Linked DNA regions of Sus scrofa: region 2 is linked to region 1. A link is a contact called in public Hi-C data. All regions are on one chromosome and are shown on one strand. Each heading gives the region's core, a stretch centred on a gene start, on an enhancer-like site or on the middle of the called end of the contact. The rest is flanking DNA. Distances are from core to core; before and after follow the strand shown. Region 1 overlaps WDR7 (WD repeat-containing protein 7). Region 2 overlaps WDR7 (WD repeat-containing protein 7).

Evidence for each region. A called contact is a pair of places that touch in the nucleus more often than the background predicts.
Region 2: a contact with region 1 is called in a Hi-C map of fetal liver, with 2.1 times the contacts expected there. The contact joins two enhancer-like sites. A contact is called at or near these places in 1 of 5 promoter capture datasets (liver) and 6 of 47 Hi-C or Micro-C datasets (embryonic fibroblasts, fetal heart ventricle, fetal liver and 2 more).

What each region holds. Positions count from the first base shown.
Region 1 is chr1:106,242,474-106,247,802 of Sscrofa11.1, reverse strand. The region is part of intron 19 of WDR7 (WD repeat-containing protein 7); the gene reads right to left. Among named protein-coding and RNA genes, the nearest start is that of WDR7, 210 kb to the right of the region's middle. Within about 2 kb of position 3,197, at least 10 of the 83 cell types and tissues checked have an H3K27ac peak or open chromatin away from gene starts, as enhancers often do. A contact at or near this core is called in fetal liver, where this site is marked.
Region 2 is chr1:106,402,819-106,408,227 of Sscrofa11.1, reverse strand. All of the region lies in intron 26 of WDR7 (WD repeat-containing protein 7), which reads right to left. Among named protein-coding and RNA genes, the nearest start is that of ST8SIA3, 280 kb to the left of the region's middle. Within about 2 kb of position 3,902, at least 6 of the 83 cell types and tissues checked have an H3K27ac peak or open chromatin away from gene starts, as enhancers often do. A contact at or near this core is called in fetal liver, where this site is marked.

The sequences.
Region 1 (5,329 bases), core at 1,948-4,447:
GCTTTCTGCTCTAATATTAATCCATCCAGCTTTTCTGGCCTCTTTTAATACACTGCTCTACTTATTAATTAAATCACTACAACAAAGGATCCTCAGAGCAGGATGCCAGCCAAGAAATTAGCAGCAGGAACCTCTGGAATACTTTTAAATGTTTTATTTTGTCTCTTTGTTTTCTTGTCTTTGTCATTCTATGCTTCTGCAGGTAAGGCAGGGTAATAACAACTGTGGAAATGAAAGGGGTACCAAACACGAGAGGCCTCTGCATTGCAAGCCAGACTTTTAACTTGTGGCTAAACTTTTGGAAAGTCACTGTACAATACTGTATAAGGCGGTGACATGAGAGTCACTGTCACAAAGATGATGATAGTGGTAGTATGCAAGGTGGATTGTGGGGTAAACAAGACTAGTGTCAAGCAGAACCAAAGGATGACTCATGCAGTGGTCAAACGGAAAACTGTGAGTGCCAGTGGTGGTAGATTTCACAATTTATTCCAGCATAAACTACTCAGTCATTCAACATATGAGAATGAAAGGTCTAATGTATACATGACATTATGCTAATATGAATTAATAAACTGATATGGGGCGAATTAAAATGAATTAATAGGGATAAAAACAGCAAAGTTTCTTTCTTCACTGAACTTAAAGATGACTAAACAGGAGTTAGATATGTAAAGGTTACAAAATCAAGAAGAACTTTAAGGTCTAAGAGGACAGTACACGTAAGAACCTAAAGCATGGAGGAACTTGTTGATTTCTATTGCAAGGATAGGTAACTGGGCTAGAATTCTATGAGCCAAGAAGAGGAAAAGAGGTGAGCATCAGGAAAGGGGTAGATCATGGATGGCTCCATTGGTCATATCCACATCTCGACAACAGAATTTAGGGTTTTAGAAAACCACTGAGCATATATGAATAATGTTGGAAGTGAAGTAATTGATGAAGAGGGTATTGTACAAATCAAAGTGAGAGATTAAGGTGTTGAAATTTAACATAGGAGATGCAGAGAAGTGGATGGCTTCAAGATACATGGTGAGGTCTGAGGAGTTGATGGAAATATTGCAGAAAGATATTAGATGTCACGCTCTGAGTTCTTTCAAAAATCCTAATTAACTAAAACAAAGCAAAAATTTAAAACCTCTTGCAAGAGAGGTAGGTTTGGCCTTTCTAGAAGCTAATTAAAAAACACCAAGGGGGAGCAGTGGGTTAAGTATCTGGCATTGTCACTGCAGTGGCTCAGGCTGCTGTTGGGGCATGGATTCGATTCTTGGCCTCCGGAATTTCCCCATTACAAGGGTGTAGCAAAAAAAACAAAAACTTACAAAAAAAAAAACAACCCACAAAACCTTAGAGGACAAAATTTCTTGGTATACTTATATTCCATTTAAAAAAATTTATTATTACTATTTTGGGGCCGCACCCACACATACGGAAATTCCTACGCCAGGGATCACATCCAAGGCATAGCTGTAACATATGCCACAGCTGTGGAAATGGTAGATCTTCAACCCACTGTGCCACAATGGGAACTCCTTAAATTCTATTCATTTAGCTGTTGTTGAAAGGTGGAGTAGGATGTGGGCAAGAGGACTCAGCTGAATCTAAGAAATGGAAACTGTTAAGATATCATAAAGAATTTAAGAGCTGAAAAGGAATCATTGAGTAAGAAAGTGGCATTAAAGTACTTAAGGAAAAAAAATGGGGGATTATTTAACTAGAAAACTAAGGTGGTAACATCAAAGAGTAATTACTGTTTATTTGGATTCCAAGAAAAGTCTGGTGCAATTGAGAACAAAAAAGATTTGTTCTTGTTGCAGCTATAGTTTCTTCTGCATGTCATATTTTATTGTTTAAAAAAAAGTTCAGGAACTATGTCATTAGTTTTAAAGCATGGATAGAAAGACAAAAATCTAGGTATAGCACGGGGAAATCTATGCAATACTGTGTAATGATCTATATGGGAAAAGAATCTGAAAAGGAATGGATGTATGCATATGTATAACTGATTCACTTTGCTGTACACCTGAAATTAATACAACATTGTAAGTCAATTGTACTCCAGTAAAATTTTAAATAAAAGACAAAATCTAAAATGGGACAATAGAGAATAGACATACCTTTAAAAATATTCCAATTGTTTCATATAAAATTTTAGTTATTTATTTTCCTAATTTGCTTTATTTTGTTTGGTGTATTTCAAATCACATACAAGCTGCTTTATAATGATGTTCCTCTAATGTTATACAATTACTTTATAACTATATTTCATGAATTAACACTTCTTATAAAAAGCCGTAATTAAAATGTTTAAAAATATTTAAGTAACGTAAGATATATCCACTTATCTGATACCAAAATATGCATTTCTGTCTCTTCATGGATGTTTTTTCTAATTTTTTAAAGACAAGAGAGGAAATGTTAGTAAAAATATTAGCATGAACATGAGATTATAGATTCAGAGTATGACACTGATCTGTGATAGTTTATAGTAACCAAAGGGGGAAAAAACTCCAAAAAGCTTAACCATGCTAAGAAGGAAAAAAATCAGTAATCACTGCTTCTACGTTTAGAAGGCTGAAAATGGACCCTAATTCTAGACAAAGTGATATTTAACAGTTTGATAATCTATACCTCAGTACATGCATTTAAAACCAACTTTATTTATGTACAAGAACAGACACTAAAAGTAAAAGCTCTGTACAACTGCATCTAGATTCATGTAGTATGTATTTTATTCTTTACATAGTCTTCTTCAAACAGGAAGCCAACTAAGCTCCCCTCCCCCCATGTCTCAGCAAGAGCATGCTCCATAACAATAGTTCAAAGGAAAGCTCTATTCTGCAGTTGCACTGATTGTTCTGTCAGCTGACCTCTGCAGAAGGGAATTGCTAACCGCTGCCTTGCTCCTTAGCTGACAAATGAATGATCGCAGCTCCATCTATTTTCACTATGGCTGCCTCTAGCCCAGGTGCTCAGACAGAGAGCCCGGTGTGACATCTTAGATCAAGATGAATTGGCACAAACTCCTGATCCAAGATTGTTTTATACCATTTAATTTAGTTTCTTCCCCTGCTTGGATGAGCACAGCTCTGGTTATGGATTTCTATTCTAATGTACTGAAGCAGGCCCTGAAAGAAGCCAATGAAGCAGCTGCTGGAGCAAGGGACTGCAGGGATACTGATCAATAGGCAAGGCATTGACCCCAGCCGGTCAGCCTGCACGACGGCCGCGGCTCGGAGGGGGAGGGGGCACGAAGCACACATATGGGCAGCTTCCAGTAGGAAATGAAACAACAGGGGCTTTTGGAGAGTTCCACCTCCACCCTGGTCCCCCACCTTCTCTCTGTTCCTTTTGTTTAATTACCTCAATCTCCTCCCAACTCCCACTCCTTGGGAAGGAATTATGACTGTAGGGAAGTTTAAATACTGTTCTTTAAAACTGCCATTTGGAAATGTTATTCTTCAGTGAATAGAAAGAATCATAACAGGTGCCCTCTGCTAAGTGACCAAAATATGAAATCTTCATTAGCTGTCAAGTACGTCACTTGGAGTAATTTAAAGTTTGGCATGCGCACAGGCTCATAAGAGCACTATCCAACTGGCTTAATGCTACTGATGCTGAAATTCTATGGTGTGTGATTTTTATAAGTACTCAGATCGGAAAAGATGATAGCTCTTTGTTAACAAGGAAAGAAGTAAGAACAAGGAGAGGGTCCCCTAAAAGAGACACTGACTGATTAGTAAGTGTATAAGGTGACAGATGCTCACCCCTACTAGTATTCTAACGATAACACAGCAATTTCTGATTCTTTAATTTTTTTCAAATGTGGAAACATTTAAAATTATTGGCTTTGCCCTTGTCTTCTCTTAAGTAATACAAGACATACACTATTAGCTGCAACGTTTTCCTACAAATAAACCAAAACCCAAATGGAAGACTTTGAGATACTAAAAATAAAATAATTCTGTAAAAGTAGACCTTCCTACAGTTTCATTTGTCTCATGAAAATCTGGTGTTTTTTCACAGAAACATGCCTCCATTTAATCATGCTAAAGGGTGACATAGAGATCCATTTTCTTGACAGGACGGTTGATCACCCTATCACAGTAAGAAAATTAATACCTTCAACAAGCCCTGTGTGGAAAACAGAAGCTACATGCAATGGTAAAGGACATAAATAGTCTACATTTGAAGTTGCAAACAGAATGCTTGTTCTGCGAGAAAATAATGTCTCCTCATTATTGGGTTACTTTAAACAAAATATGAGCCTTCGATTTTATTAAAACAACCATTTAATTCATACAGAGTTCCTCAAAAGTACATAATTGTCTTCAGATTTAGCATAATTGACTCTAGATTTACAGGAACAGGAGTAAACCCTTTACTTACAGCTTAACTAGGACACAGGTAAAATATTTGAGAAGTTTAAGCTATTTAAAGGGCTGTGAGATATTGATTACTTCATTTAAAAAGCAGTCAGAGAGTGCAACCAAGAGGTCAAGATAAATTTAACAGTTTGAAGCACTTTACTAAATAACTCTAAAGATCATGTTAATTGGCTTTGTGCAGTTCCAGGGTAAAATTAATTTTATCCTAGCTTACCATAAAAGGATTAAAAGACATATTAAGTTCTTCAGTTTTAACTGGAATAGGAATCAATGGATTTGAATTAAGGCTAACGGCGGTTTTATGAGAGATAGACTACCAGCAGATACTTTATATCTGCTATTAACCATGTATTGATGGAGCTCGGATGCTGTCTTAGGTATTAAAACCTCAGATAAGAAGATACCACTACTCTGAGAATATGCTTTAAGAATTGTGAGATTTGACCTGGAAAAACTGTCATCAAAATTTTGATTCAGTATCAGAATTCTTTCTATAGTTGACTTATCTGTTACAGTATCTAAAATTCTAGAAAAATTAATGAAATGATATGGTTAAATTCAATCACAATCACAATTCACTTCAAGTTTAAAACTATATCACAAGCTTATCATTAGGATTTTTTAAACCAAAGCATTACATTCAGATTGGTTTTAGCACACCAATTTTATGCCAGAAATTTCTGGCAATAATCGAGTCCAAGTGACACTCATAAAAATATGAAAATTTTCTGTATTTAATATAAATTTCAATGTACTCTAAACCATCACTTTAGAAATTCTAAAGAAGTCCATTACAATAAAATTAATATACAATTTAAAATGTTTTTCTTCACTCTTCCATATTTAATAATATGTTTTGGAACTATATTATAGAGAAATAAATTGCTTTTACTATGCGCCCCCTAGCAAAGCAAAACATACAATTTGTATTTAATAAGGTA
Region 2 (5,409 bases), core at 2,653-5,152, 160 kb before region 1:
GGAAACTATAGGCATTTCAAAATGCAGATCTTTCTGCTCTTTAATAATGGTGCTCACGGAGTTTCCGTTGTGGTTAGGCAGTAACGTGAGGACGATGGTTTGATCTCAGGTCTTGCTCAGTGGGTTAAGGATCCGGCATTGCCATGAGCCGTGGCAGAGGTCACAGTGCAGCTTAGATCTGGCATTGCTGTGGCTGTGGTATAAGTCAGCAGCTATAGCTCTGATTCCACCCCTAGCCTGGGAAACTCCACATGCTGTGGGTGTGACCCTAAAAAAAAAGCAAGCAAAGAAACCCAAGATGGTGCTCACTGCACCCCCTGAAGAATGAGTCTGAAAGGACAAGCTTGGGGACTTTGAATCCATTGAGAAAACGCAAGCAAAGCTGAGCCGTCTTAGACAGAGTGATGGGTTACTGGATCAAAGCTCTAAATTTACCGTCTTCCTGTCTCCACCTACCACACCTTTCCTCCTCACTTGCTTTTTAAAATACTCAGTCCCTGGAAAACTCTAGTTTATTTTGAAGGAAAAAACAAGAATCAATTGTATCTGAGCACTGCCTCTGTGGCCCACTGTCTTGCTGCCATGCTAAAAGGAGTACACTCTAACGCTTCACTGGTATGACTTTTTTAAAATTTACTTATTTTTATTTTATGGTCACACCGATGGCATATTGAAGTTCCTGGGCCAGGGATTGAACCTGAGCCACAGCTGCAGCCATGCCCGATCCTTTAACCCAACGCACCAGGCCAGGGATAGAACCCGCTCCTCTGCAACAACCTGAGCTGCTGCAGTCTGATTCTTAACCCACTGTGCCACAGCAGCAACTCCAGGGCATTTTTTTTTTTTTTTGTCGGTGACTTCTGCTGTTTTTGGTGGCCATTCTGGAATTGACTTGAATTTTAAGTTCTTTCAATCCATTTACATAATTGGAAAACAACCTGGGAATTATGCTTCATGAACAACTATGCATCCAGGTCAAAGTGCTAAATGGGGAATGGTGGTTATTTAAGCGCACTGTCATCTGAGCAACCGAGTCCAAAGAATCCTTTAGATTTTAAATATTACTTAACCTTTCTTAATATACACCTTTGGTGCTATTACAAGTCATGTGGAAAACACACTGACGATTAGGAAAGAGGGCTTGGAAATAATAACTTTCTTTGCACTAATTTTCATGTACAATTTTTCCCTGCAGCAGCGCCTCCGTCAGAATGGATACGATTCTAGTGATTTTTGTGAGGCATGCAGATCATGCTCCAGTGTATATGGCTGGCTGACATGTGGGACCTCGGCAAATCCTCGGACATTTAAGGTGTGCTACCGCTGATATCATGCTCTGCATTTGGATCAGTGCAAAATATAAGCCATTCCTTTTCCTGGCCCTTCTCAGCAGCAGGATGGTGTCAGGGGGTGTAAATCACGGCATCTCTGGCAGGACGCGTGCAGGCTCCACTGACATTTTCACAATTTAAATCATCTTGAGTAATAACCCTTTTAAGATGACTAATGTTACTGATTTTCCTGCATTAATAATAGTGCCGAACACAACACAGAGGTGAAAAAAAATCACTAGTGTACGAGGTCACATTTTAAAACCAAATGTATGATTATCATTAACTCCTTCTGTTAAAGTTCGGTTAACATTGAAGCCAGGAGAAATCTTACTGTCATCCTCCAAGAGCCTTTTTCCTGTGTCCTTCCCTCTTCTTTCCAAAAACTCCATGAAAGATATCAGTGCCCTATTTCTTTCTGGGGGTTCCCAGTTTAAATATAAATAACGACAGTGAGCTTGATTTGCTAGTTCTCACTTGTACAAAGAGTAACAGTATATAATAATTTAGTCCTCTTACAGAACAGATCCAAACAATCCAGAAAATTGCCGGTTTAAATTAACTGGCATCCACGCGCATAATGTGCTTTTTTAAAAAATCTAATTTCTCAGTTGATATATAACTACAAAGTATTTTTCCGTCTTTATGGATTTTCTATGAAAACGTGTATGAAGCTTGATTTTTGCTGGTGGCTCAAAATGCCAGGGGCAACCAGTATACTCAGACATATCTTTAATTTAATTCTTTCCTTCAGATTTGGCCACATACAAGAAATGGGTTGAAGGCTAAAGAGGGCCGGGACAGAATACCTTGTTGGAAGGCTACGCATGGAAAGATCTTCCCCAAAAGCCCATTATTATATCTGAGTTCTCCTTACAAGCTGAGCCACCTCTCTAACGTAAGAGATGAATCTGAAGTAGCGAGGTTGGGTATTAATTTTTCCAATAAGCTCCGCCAAAGAACTCTCACCAAAACAACTAGCCATTTTGTTATTCGATATGCATATTTTCTTGACCAGAGACTGGCCACAATTATGCTAAAGTAAGGGCAACTGGAGTCTTGAAAGAAAACTACAAATATAATATTTGGTCACATTAACTTTTTTCTTCACTACAAACATAACAAATACCCATCATGGAAAATTCAAGTAATAATGAGACATATAAAAAAGGAAGCTAAGGAGTTCCCTTGTGATGCAGTGGGTTAAGGATCTGGCATTGTCACTGCAGCAGCTTGGGCACTGCCAGGGTACGGGTTCGATACCTGGCCCAGGAACTTCCACATGTCACAGGGGTGGCCAAAAAAAAGGAAAAGAAAAAGAAAAAAAAAAAAAATCCCCAGAAATATCATTTCCCAGAGACAATCACTGACATTTTGGTAAATGTCTTTCCAGATCTCCAAGTCTATATACACATAAGGAGAAGCAGGTTTATAAGGAATTTTACATAAATAGGCTCGTATGAAAAGGCAGTTTCACAATCTGTTTTTTTAATTCAACAAAATGTTAAGGGGAATCTTTTTATGTTAGCAAGGGTAGATTTACCTCATCCTTTTAAAATGGCTGAATAGTAGTCTATTGTAAGATGGAATAAATAAAAATAAATGAAACCAATAGTCACCTAATTTATTAATAGCATTTCTGAAAGAGGATACTTATTTTGTTGGAGGGTGGTGGTAAAATTTAGGTTGAGAGTTATGGTTGTATTTCACTGCTCAACTCTCCTGGCTCAAATTCCAATGAATCCACTGCAATGGAATGTTCAAATAGAGGACTCTGCTGTAGGAGAAGGGCTTGAAAGATTAACAAATGACATCATTCAGCTGCTGAGTATGTAAACTAACTAAAAGGCAACTATGGCTTTTCCCTTCCCTTTAAAAATAATGCTTCACAAAACCAGTTCTGAGAAGATTATTTTCTGAACACATAGACACACATACAGATGTAATTCATCAAAACAGAAAGTGTTTCAATGCTGTTCTCAGTGTAAGTAATGCTGCACCCAAACCTTTTACTAAGTCTCACTTGAGTAATTATCCGACCAGCATTTCTCATTAACATCATTTCTCAGCAAAGATTTTAATAGCTGATAGCTTTTGTAAGGCTCTGTATTAATAAGGCTTCATTAAGTTTTCAAAATATATTACAGTGCATTTACTGGAATGATATGAAAGTATTATCAGACATCATTAGACCTAAACAATATGTATCTAAATAAATCAGCAAAGCTCATTTGGGGAGAACAGCAGTAGATGCAATACTGCTTTGGGGGCTCTCTTTAGCTCAAATCAAACCTATTATACTTCTGGAAGAGGTTTTATTGTATTCTCTTGAGAGAGCTGCTGTGATGCTTCTGTGTTTTCCACTTAATCAGACCAAGGTGCGTATGATTTAAGCAGAGAAGAGATGGGCTGAATTTAAAATTCTGACATTGGGTTTAGAGGCGGAAAAGACTTGGGTGTTGCCTGGGTTGCTTGGGTGCTCTGTCCGCTGAACAGCAGCACATAACACAAGGCATCCCCAGGAGAAGAGCATGCAGAGGAAGGAAAGGAGCTGGGCTCCCTGCAGGCAGAGCCACGTGGACAGACTCATGGGCTCAGGCGTACGTGTTGAGGCCCAGGGGCAACAGCAGAAGCCTGAACTGGAGGAGGGGATGAGCTATTTCAAAGAGATAGCATCGAAGGGACGACCTTGATCTCCAGGGTGAAGAAGATGCTAACCATAATTCCATCAACAAGTGGGGCAGAAACTTTGATAAAAACAGAACAATATTCAAGGAAGGGATGAACATATCCCAAAAGAACCCTGATCTAGATAAGGGGAGGGGGGAAGGTTTATCAACTTAGAAATTGAGGCAAATACTGAAAGTTTCATATCTGGAGAATTTAGGAGGTATCTAAGGAATTACTTTTTCTTAGTAAGAAGAAAAATTGAACAAAAGAATGATTTTTGTTGTTGTTGTTGTTTATTCCTAAGAGGAGAGCACAGGCAAACACAAGCTCCTTGAAAGTAGGGACTGGCGACCTCATGACTCCATGTTCCTAAACTAAGCTGGCACCCAGCCCTTCTACATCAGACACACTCGGAGTGGAGGAGGTGGCGCCACACAGACTCTCCTCTGGATTTCATGAGAACAGGAAATCAGGGAAAACATGGGTCAAAGTACAGTTGGTATAACGGAGACCGTGTGCTCACAGAACAGAGCAGGAAAGGAACACTGTCTAAAGAACCATTGTTGCGAGAGTCCACTTTATGGATGTACTGTGAGATTTCAGGAGAATGAAACATGAGTCCCGGGGTCACCCACTGGGAAAGATGAAGACTGGGTGATATCTCTAAGGAAAGAGTTTAATATGAGTTAATTAAGATGCTGGAGATATATTATGGAAGAATAATGAGAAAATAAACTGAAAAACTAAATGAGATGAAGAGTAGAAAAAGCCTGGGACAGATTTGGAGGTTGTCATGCTTTAACAGCATGTTGTTAATTAAGCAATTTATTCTATCTGTTTTACATTTTATTAGCTATTGATTTTTTTAAAAAAACACTGTCAAGTTGTGAAGTCTTCTTTAAACTTTTGTTTTTTTCAGCTTTCAAAGCAATAAACGGAATCTCATAAAACGTACTTGCATCCTAGGATAGGTAACAAAATTTTAAATTAAATTTTGAGATAATGTTTCATTTTTTTGTAATTATCAAGAGTAAGATAATTAAAAGGAAGATGGGATGGAGATTAATCACTGAGGAGAAACAAGTTCTATTCTAAAAATCAGTTGCTCAAATTAATATTCATTTTAATGATCATTAAACAAGGGATTCTTGCATGTTGTCAGTCAATGATGCTCAGATCTTTGAAAATGTTTTAAAAGCTTGGGAATGAATGCAGACAGAAATGAAATAATACAAATAGGCATGAAGTTAATATGAGGCTGCTGGATGTCTTGTGTAAATTAACAGCCTGAGCAGTGCTTACCCCTCTCCCCAATTTCTTTCGGGCCAGGCCCTCACTTACCTCTCCATACCCGTAACACCTGGCTCAGCTTAGGTGTTCCTGCCTCTGCAAAGCCGTCCCCACACCC